Regions from separate parts of the Danio rerio genome. Here region 1 is linked to region 2. A link is a contact called in public Micro-C data. All regions are on one chromosome and are shown on one strand. Each heading gives the region's core, a stretch centred on a gene start, on an enhancer-like site or on the middle of the called end of the contact. The rest is flanking DNA. Distances are from core to core; before and after follow the strand shown.

Region 1 (5,027 bases), core at 1,294-3,793, 64 kb before region 2:
TTGATGAAGAAAAAGAACGATGTTTTTTATTCAGTGCCAACAGCTGCGAAAAATCCTTAGAAGTGTAGTTTAATCATAAAATCCTATTTAAGCATCAATTCATCGGCTGCTTTATTCAGTACAGAAAACTAAAGTTCTTCAAATTTGGCTTTAATGCCTCAAATAAAAGAAGCCGTGCTTTCAGCTGATCTGAGGCCCCCAATATACTTCACAGCAGAGCAGATGCAGCTTGGGTTACGCCCGGCCTCTCATTGTTTAACAGCCGCCATGGGAATTCGACTATGCCAGTCTACAAACATAGTCAGCCTCGACTTCTCTCTTCACATTGTTTTGTTTGGCTCTGTTCTTCTGGCAAGGCAGAAAGGATTTGATTTCCTATGTGTGTTTTCTTATAGAGCCAAGAAAAGATGATGCAGCCGGAGGGTTTTAGTGGGCTAAAACTCTAGGTGAAATAAACACTATGTGCTTCCTGACATCAGAGATATCTCACTGGATAGGAAGGAACAGTCCTGAAATTTGGCTTTAATTCGTCAACAAACCTTCAAAGGCATAGTTCACCAAAAAAAAAAAAAAAAAGGAATATTTATTCACTATTTACTCTCCCTTGAGTGGTTCCAAACGTTTGTGTTACTTTCTTCTGTTGAAAACAAAAGACAACGGCTGCACCCGTAATCACATACTTACATACTATATAGTATGCTAAAAACAGTTTATGAGTAGAGCAGTATGTCCGAATTCATAGATTTAAAAAAAAAAAAAAAAACAGTATGCGAGAAATACTTGGATGACTTACTACTTCTGGCCAATTCTGAAGAGTGCATCTGATGCACGCTGTACTATCCCATTATTCCCCATGAGAGAATTCATGAATGTGAGTCAAAGGAGGCAATTCACACAGGTAGGTCATGTAATTATGACAAAATGGTGGATACAGTATGTCCGAGTTCCTTTTCACATTCATACGACATAGAACAAACTTTTCTAAAGACCAAGTAGTACATTTAAATCAAATGCAGTACCTACTGAGTGGTAGACGGTTTCGGATGCAACCAATATTTTGAATAAAGCTGTAATCATTGACATTCATAGTAAAAAAACACTATGGAAGTCCATAGTTAAGGGTTTCAAGCCTTCTTCAAAATAATGTCTTTGGTCTTCGACAGAAGAAAGAATTTCTAACAGGTTTGCTACAAGTGAAGGGGCTGTAAATAATGACTCAATTTGAATTTTTGGGTGAACTGTCTATTTAATTTATAATGATGCAGTCGGATATGAAAACCATTCTTGCATATTCGTGGTAAATATATTATTGGGCAAGTACCAATTTGAGACTCTGGTTTTAAATCTAGCAAAAAGGCTTGTTCTTTCTGCATTACACTGGCAAGATTTTTAGGTTTGTGTTTTCTTGTTATTTTTTTACACTATTCCTTGTCTCACAGTGTGAATTTTCCACCTGATAGCAAAGAAGCCATTTAATTGTTCCATTTGACTACTTGATGTGGCCCATTTTGATAACTTCACACTTTTGAATAGGCCATTAGATGTGGAGCCACACCCTCCCTCATTTTCCTCTCTTTAAAGTCACTGAACACCCTTAACGAGAGTCTCTGTTGTGGGAACGGTGTCCAGACTGTGCTGATCTCGGAGCCAGAGGTTTGCTGTCGGACAGGCGAGGAGATTGCTGAGTGTCTTTGAAGTAAGACATCGGCTGTATTGTATTCCAATCAGGTGCAGCCGCACAACAAAGAGAGGCTATTAAAAGATAAGGGGGACTGAAATGTGACCTCCTTCATCAATCGTTTCCTCTTGTCGGCAGCAGGAAAAAAAGAACTGCAGGAGGGAGAGGGGGAGAATATAAAAGAAAGCGACAGACTCCAGCCCCAGAGGCAGGCATGATGGATGCTCTCTGCAGGTAGAGTAAGCAAATGTAGCATGATGTCAGCTGCGGCCATGTCTATGAAGCACCCCCGTCATCATACCCGCCCTCTTTTGAAATAACACGTCAGTGGTCTATGGCACGCCTTATCCCATCTGCAGGGCTCTGAGAGTGCAGAATGTGATGGTAATGATAATCCCACTCAGCATAACGCTGGATGCTGAGCAGAGCTTGTCCCGCGTCTGGCTTTGTGTGTATTGAGCATCATGACCACTAGAGGGCTCACTGAGCCCAGAACTCTGCCTGAGGGGGCAAATGAGCCCTGCCACATGCTGCCAGCTATTATTTAGACTGTCTGAAAAGGTGGAAGAGAGAAAGTGAGGAAGAAACCACGCAAGCAAGAGAATACAGGTCAATGGACTGTCCCCAGTGGGCAACCCCCTGAAGGGGAAACGAAGAGCAGGCTGGAGGAAACAGGGAAGAAAACAAGGAAAGAGAATGGAAGGAAGGATGGAATAGTTAAAGGTTGGCTGGCTAGAGATGTGCAATTAAACCCGTTTAACAGCCAGGAACAATAACAGGAGAACCCACACAGACAAGAGGCCAGGCCAGCTTTTTGAAGTAGATCTTGGACTCATGTGAGCATGAGGGAGGACAGATGACATCATGTGTTGCTATAGGCCAGATGCAGCACAGCACAAGATTTAACTGAGAACATCTGCAGCGCTGTAGCCCACACCACACACATACACACTACATTTTAATCTATCCGTTCAGACTATGAAGTTTCAGAAGTGTCCTTTGGTTGAACATGTTTAGGAGGAATTTCTAAACTTTTTATCTATCCATAGTATTAAAACAGAATATACCCACATGTCCAAAGCTGTGTATTCTAAATATTTGTCCTATTACAAGCACTTTCACTAGTTCAGAAAAGACACTGTTAACTTTGTTTGTTACATGGAAAACTTATAATAGCTCGTTTGTGGAAAAAATTGGACAATGGTTGCGGGAATTGTTTTATTGTTTGGCTTTAGAAAAATTAACTTATTTGGTCAAGAGAAAACCTGAAAAGTTTTCCAAAATTTGGAATCCCTTTGAAGGTTTCCTGAAGTAAGCTGATGCAAATCTTATCTCTGTATACCTTGTATTACCAGCTATTAATTTACCATTGTAGTTATATGATGTACCTTTATATTGTATGTGTATTTACATGCATTTATTTATATGTATAAGTGTATATACGTGTGTGTATATGTATAGATTATTTTTATTATAATTTAGGTGATCTGCTTGAGGTAGATCAATTTATTTTTAGGCTTTTGATGAAGTAGCATTCAACTTAAGAGCCCTTTAGACCATGCACTGTGTTTCTCCGTGTTTTGCTGGTAATGTCTTTAAATACATTTTTTTAGGACTATTTAATTATTCATTTATTATTTGTGTGCAATAATTATAATTTACATAAAAAATTTAATTAAAAAAATTAATTAACATAAAATGAGATCGTAAAATCCAATCAACAACGAAAATGCAAATGAAAACTGTAAATGAAAACATAAATGGAAAAAAAAATTTTGTGCATTGTAAAAACGGCTAAAATCAATAAAGAAAGCTAAAAAAATTTTATTAAATTCAAAATTTAAATAAACTATTTTTGATTGGGGAAAAAAAAATCAGTTTGGATGGTCTCTACAGATTAGGCACATATGTTATATACATGTAGCAATAGTTCAACCAAAACTAAAATTCTGTCATTATTTACAAAATTGTTTCAAACCATTTTATTTAATTTTTTTATGTTTCTTCTACACAAAATTAGCTTAAAAGATAGCTGAAAACCTGCAACCATTGACTTATAAAGTGTTAAAAAAAAGGTTTGGAACCAATTGAGTTTGAGTAAATAGTGACTAAATCTTCATTTTTTTGGTAAACCATCCATTTAATTCAACTTCATTACCATTTTACACTTTATAGTAACATATTTCTATGAAAAAAAAAACACATCTAAAATTTCTGCTGTCTTTGGAGACAAACTCCAAACACCACAGCCAAATATCTAGCAGTTAAAAGAACAGGAAATCTTCAAAGAAAAAGAAAAAGACAAAAAAAAAAAAAAAAATCAAAAAGACTCCTTAATGTAACTGCCATGGATAAAATGAAATAAATAAATACAGCTGTAACTCACTCTAACAATTAACACACAAATCAGTTTAATAAAAATGCTGCTGAACCTGTTCTGCACCTGCTGTTAGCAGCAAGAGAACACTCTAGTTCACAGATCAAGTAAAGCCAAACACTCTAAAGCCAAAATAAATACATAAAGTCCACAATAAAAATAATAAATCCCTTCTCCCACTGCCTTTTTATCTCTCAAAATTATTCCATCGATATACTTTATATATTCCCACTGATGGAGGAAGATACTGTACACCTATAGTGTGTTACTAAATGCGATCAATTTCCAGAGTTGCTCGATACAAAAAATAGAAAGCAGCATGATAAACATTCAAAGCATGTGTAATCGGTTATGCTCATGTCATGGCTCTTTAACACATGAAAATTGGCTTTAAAAAGAGAGACAATAAAAAGAAAAAGAGCGAGAGAGGGAGAGGTCAACAGCTGTCTTGTAGATTGTCATAGTTTTGCAGACTATGCCACATTTATCATCCCTGTTTATTGTTTTAAGTATAAAAGACGAGTGGTAAAGTGTTTATGTGCGTGTGTCAGTATAATAACAGGCTTTATCCGACTCAAGGGTTTAACATGGCATCAGTCATTAAACCACCACTTTTAGGTACTACTGCTACAACATGAGTGCTAAAATACATTGGACCTATACTTCTCATACACATAAGAAAGGTCATTTTGATTACATGGACAAAACACTAAGGCAGCGCAAAAAAAAAAAAAAAAAAATCCTGTTTATATGCAACAATGTTGCGTTTTTTTTTTTTTTTTTGGAAAAGACAGGAAGACCAATATCTGTATTTGAATTAATAATTGTAATTGTTGAACGAACTAGAAATGAAGACGTTATATAAAAAATGCAGAAAGTCCTGGTTTTAGTGCCACAAGTTGACAGTAAGAGATTTACACTTAGGAATTCAAGTACCGTAATTGGTTCTGTGTCCCAGTCAAAAGCATCGGA
Region 2 (5,294 bases), core at 2,679-5,178:
ATAATATAAATAAATATTTTTTTTCCTTAATTATAGTCCTGTAAATATTAAATTATTTTTAATTCAAAATGAATGTTAAAAAACATATTTCTGTAATTAAATAATCTGTTTTGGCCTTAACAAACTTATCCCTCAGGTTTTTCCAAACTGTTTCCAAACAAAAATGTTCCTCTTTTCTCACTGCTGTTGCAATTTCTAGCCAATAATTATTGGTTATTTGGTTATTCCTAGGACAGATTTGTACAGTTGTGCCTGTTTCAGACAAAATCTCTTCAAAATGATTCATTATTAAACTCAAATGAACTGTTCGCTCGAGTCAAAAAAAAAAAGTGCGCTCTGCCAGCCGAAATCATGTCGCGCTCACCCAAAGTGAACCTCCACAAACACTGCAACGACGTCACATTCACCGTGCGCACTCAAGCGTAATAGTGGACATGCCAAGTATAAACCAGGCTTAGCAGTGTCATAAAAAATTGTAACAGTCATCTTACTTGATCTCAAATACAGTATTACAAATTTAATTAGTTATTAAATATCATAAAAACAAAAATGATGCTGTTATAAAATTAATTGACATGGTATTGACACTTTTACTGAACATTTTAGCTGAAAATGTTATCAGTAAACAATTTAGTTTGTTCCACCGAAAAAAAAAGACCAAAAAAATATTCAATTAAAATAGCCTCATGGCAATCATGTCACATTTATGATCAATTGTCATGACAAAAACCTCTCAAACTATGCCATCTTATTTTATTTAAAATGACATAACTGAGTGAATGACACTTGTAATAAGCAGAAATAAAGTTAATTATAAGGTGTCATAACAGTCTGAACACCCCCTTCGAATCAACCCAATATACAAGTGGTGTAATGACAGACTCATGTCACCATTCAATACCCAGATACTGTACTCACAGCAGAAAGAAGGAAGACGTAAGTTAAGTTTTTTAAATGTATTGCAATCAGAATCAACAAAGCCTAAAATAAACATAACATAACACACAGGTCTAAAGATAACCCAGTGTTTTAATCACATATAAAAATGTCAGGATTTTTAACCATTAGAAACTGGGTCCCAGGTATGGTGAGCAAGTATAATGGGTTGGGGTGATGAGTATCAACCAATCAGGAACTATTTAATTGCAGTTTAAGGTTTGAATTGTTTTGACTACTCAGACTTACAGCTCACCATTAAACAGAAACAGGAGAAGTGCTCATTCCCCATGATCGTATTACTTGTTCTTAAAATGTTTCATTATTATTTATACCTCTTGGGATCAGATGGACCAGCTGTCACCCTAGCTTTTACTTAGCATTGCCACTAATTTAGATACTCAGTGAAGAAAACATTGAACATTTTTCTTACCATTAGGGCCTTTTCCCTCATCGTCGATGCCGTCACAGAGCTGGCGCTTCTGTGCGCTCTTAAACTCCTTTAGCGAGAGATAAAGCACCTTCCGCACCACTCGCTCCTCCGACCAGGGCATCCCATCATTATCATCCTGTAAAAGAGACAAAAAGATCAGCACTTTAGTAGATACCTAATCAGCACTCTGGAAGATGACAAACATCAATGCAGCTGCTTGAGTAAACAAATGAAATCAATCTACAGCACTTTGCTGGCACATACCACACTTAAATGTGCAAAGAAAAGAGGAAAAAACACTTCTCAGCAAAGCATCAAATGGTGCTATTGTGGTGTTTCGCATTTTCGAGTTTAGCATCAATGATTTGTTTGATCTTAGACTATTTCAAACAGTGCATCAATTTTAAAGAGGTTTTAAGAATGGAACAAAGACTAGGACTTCCTTTGGAACAAAAAAAAACTACAATTTCCTTTCCAGACAACAATCCTTGATAACAATTCTAAATCTAGAATCATTTTCCACATGACTCACACAGGTCAGGTTCTCACATGTAGGATATAAATAGCAAAACTTTGACATAGATGTGTTTTAATATATCCGCTGCTGTGCAATCACCCACTTAAGTGTCAATAGTATCGTTACCTTATAGGTTAGGGCAAATATTTACACTGCAAATAGACACAAAACACTATACAACAGCATATGTGCACTTTTAATACTGTTTACTGACAGAATTGTGTATCGTGATTAAGCATGGGCCAATATAAGTTTCTGATGGTTATGATAACCTTGCATAAAAATATCACAGTTTCACAGTATTGTGATTACTGCTTTAAAAGAAGTTATTGTTAAATCTCTGGGTACTATTTTATCAACTATTTTATCTCCATTGAGCACAATATATTTTACTTCAGGAAACATTTGAAATGTTTTGGAACAGTAAACATGTTAGGCTAAATAAATAAAATAAATCACTGACTTCTGCTATCTTAATTATTTTTAAAAACACAGATTTCTTTACAACATTTTAAAAAACTTATGAAAAACCCTTAAATATAAAATAATACAATATAATATAATAAATATAATATAATATAATATAATATAATATAATATAATATAATATAATATAATATAATATAATATAATATAAGAGAAAACTTCAGTGGTTTTAAAACCTTGACTTTCCAAACCATGGTAATTCTTGAAACCGGTTATCATCCCATTTCTAATCTTGATGACTTAGCTACCAGAAAAAAGGAACTAAGATGTATTTTTGTCACACTTTTTTCTCAGCTGTCATGTCTAAATGAATTAAGAACTAAAATGACTAAATCTAAATAAATAAAATATTTAGATATTTTCTGCCATTGTACGGCGGAACAGGAAACCTGCACAGGAATTAGAATTTGCCACAGGAAAAGTGAACTTAAATGATTATTTCCTGTGGAAATTATTTTTTGTAATGATTTTTTTTATTTTTTTTTATGAAACAGTGTTAAGCATTTTTAACCAAGTTTATCCACAGACGAGGTGCTACCTCTAGCATCCTTCACGTTACCTTTCAGAGAGCCAGTTAAAAAGTTATTTCCCACAGGCAATAACTGTTTCCTCCATCTCAGAGCACAGATCGCGAACTGAAAACTACACACATTCCTGTGCCGTGGAGATGGGGGAGTGTTGTTACTCACAGTTACTGTACTGACGGAGCAGTGCATCAGTTAGACAGCTACAACAATGCAAAAACCTTTCCTTTCTAAATGCTGAAGCCTTCTGCATGTGAATGAACTGTTAAGGAAGACAGCGCTACATTGTGATGGAGACCTGCCGTGAGTACATGGGGGACTTAAAGTTAACTAAGTTACTACACTGAACAAGACCTCAGTGAATTAAATGACAATAATCTGAACAAATCTGACGGAAAGCCCCAAGAAGTGTAAGGTTTGCACGGTGGCAATGTGTCCTGTGGGGTTAAGAAGAAGGAGGAGCCTAGGGAAACAAAAGGCATATGTGTGTGTGCACAGGTTCCTGTGCGGGGGCTGACACTGACAGTTGAACATCAGATCTCCCAGCAGACATGTCAACAAACACACACACCTAGAGACTGCTCTACGCACTGATGCGCTGCAGATGCCTGACAGCATCTGATTGGGCGTGTGGTGTGTGAAACCACCAGAGCACCTCGTTAGAGACACACACACACCTGCAGACATGCACACACACACACACAGACAGAGCGTGGCTCAAAATAGCTTGCATGCAAAGCCGCAGCGCAACCACAGAGCTGTTCTCACAGACAACAGAATTAGTAAACGATACAAGTGTCAGTTTTGAGAATTATCTACACATTACGGCCCCTAATGCATGGCGGCAGGGTCTAATGCCAAGAGACGGCAATAATATTAGTGTGCGAGTGCGCACAGACGGGCAAGGTGGGCTGAAGCACTCAGAGGCGCGATGCTGTCACTGGATCCCATGAGCACAATCCAGCAGGCTGCTGGGTAGGCAGCAATTACCCCATGCTCGCTATCACCTCGCGGTCTGGCACAGAGCCAGTGCTGCTCTCTGAATAGACTATTACTGCTCAGTGCGTACACACACACACACACACACACACCTCTCGCGTCTGAAAAACTCCTCACTCAACTCTGGGAGCCGACCGCGAACGCTTTGCCTTCAAGTTTGTTTTCTTTTCTCTTTTCCACCCTCCCCTCCGTCCCCGCATTCCCTCAAAGCTTGGCAAGCCGCCACAGTTATTTCCTTCTTGCGCTACATATAGCATTCCTGCTCTGAAAAAAAAAATGCTGAGCTGGATACTGCCTTTAACAGAGATGTAGAAGCACAGTACGGATCACTAGTCTGCAATGAAAACAACGATCAGAAGAATATTTCGGCCCCCAGCATTAAAACGAACACCAAGTCACAGAGGCTGTGCAGATATTTAGATATTCAGTGTTAGCTTGCATTCTGTTGAATCAATTGATGTGCAATCTAACACAAGGCTTCCAGGAGCCAGTGCAGTATAGCTAACTGCACATATATAAACAGTTGCACAGCTGAGCATCTGGAAAACTGCCAATTCACTTTTTGTCTTGAGCATTACATTATAGTCAACTGAAAATGATTGTACTGTATAGTGTCATTTTACACTTCACCTGTAAAACAGACAAGTTAACATTAAAAAAGGTGTATGATAAGAACCTTATTTAGTTATAATAAAACTAATATATAATATACTTTATACAAAAGTTCTGTCTGGTTTTCAAATCTGATTGGCTGATAGCAGTGCGATATTCTGCAATATCAGAACACCTATAGCTTCCTCACCTTTCTGTAGTACTCCGCCTACATAGAGTGACAGCAGATCAATCAACTCACCACAGTTTTGCAACTCACCAAATATTGCAGAATGCACTTTTAAGGCTTTTTTTAGGTGAGAATGTAGTTGTTTATTTAAAAGGATAGTGCCTATTGTAAATATTTATAATATAAATCATTATAAAACTAGTAAATCACATTCTAAGTCGATCTCTCTCTTTTGTTTGTTGTAGTGCTGTATTTAATCAATAGTAATTGTATTTTATTGAGTGTAAGATGGGATTTTTCTGTTTTTGCTACTACAGACTAGTTCAGTAAACAGAAAGAAAGTTTTAGAAAGAGTTTATCTTTTTTCCTTATGGCAAACACAACAGTAATCTGGTAAGATATTGATAGATTTGCTTTGGCTTTTCGGGGTTAATTATGGTGATATCCCAATTGCAACAGAGAAATACTAGAAAATTTCTATAGACTGATGGCATTATATTGAATTTTAAGCATTTTAATAGAGTACAAAAAAAGTTTAATAAAGATTAATTTCATTAAACAATTTATACACTTGATTATTCATTTTCTGTAACCGAATACTGTTAGATTCTGGGCAGA

Evidence for each region. Hi-C and Micro-C count contacts between places; a contact is called where the count stands out from the background.
Region 1: a Micro-C map of caudal fin shows a contact between it and region 2, with 2.6 times the contacts expected there. The contact joins two enhancer-like sites. A contact is called at or near these places in 2 of 18 Hi-C or Micro-C datasets (caudal fin and hematopoietic stem cells).

What each region holds. Positions count from the first base shown.
Region 1 is chr19:28,546,152-28,551,178 of GRCz12tu, reverse strand. All of the region lies in intron 6 of jarid2b (jumonji and AT-rich interaction domain containing 2b), which reads right to left. Among named protein-coding and RNA genes, the nearest start is that of dtnbp1b, 100 kb to the left of the region's middle. Within about 2 kb of position 2,543, at least 20 of the 62 cell types and tissues checked have an H3K27ac peak or open chromatin away from gene starts, as enhancers often do. A contact at or near this core is called in caudal fin, where this site is marked.
Region 2 is chr19:28,483,540-28,488,833 of GRCz12tu, reverse strand. jarid2b (jumonji and AT-rich interaction domain containing 2b) reads right to left here. Exons shown (of 18, transcript NM_001202459.1): 2 at 1,370-1,505. Among named protein-coding and RNA genes, the nearest start is that of jarid2b, 100 kb to the right of the region's middle. Within about 2 kb of position 3,928, at least 40 of the 62 cell types and tissues checked have an H3K27ac peak or open chromatin away from gene starts, as enhancers often do. A contact at or near this core is called in caudal fin, where this site is marked.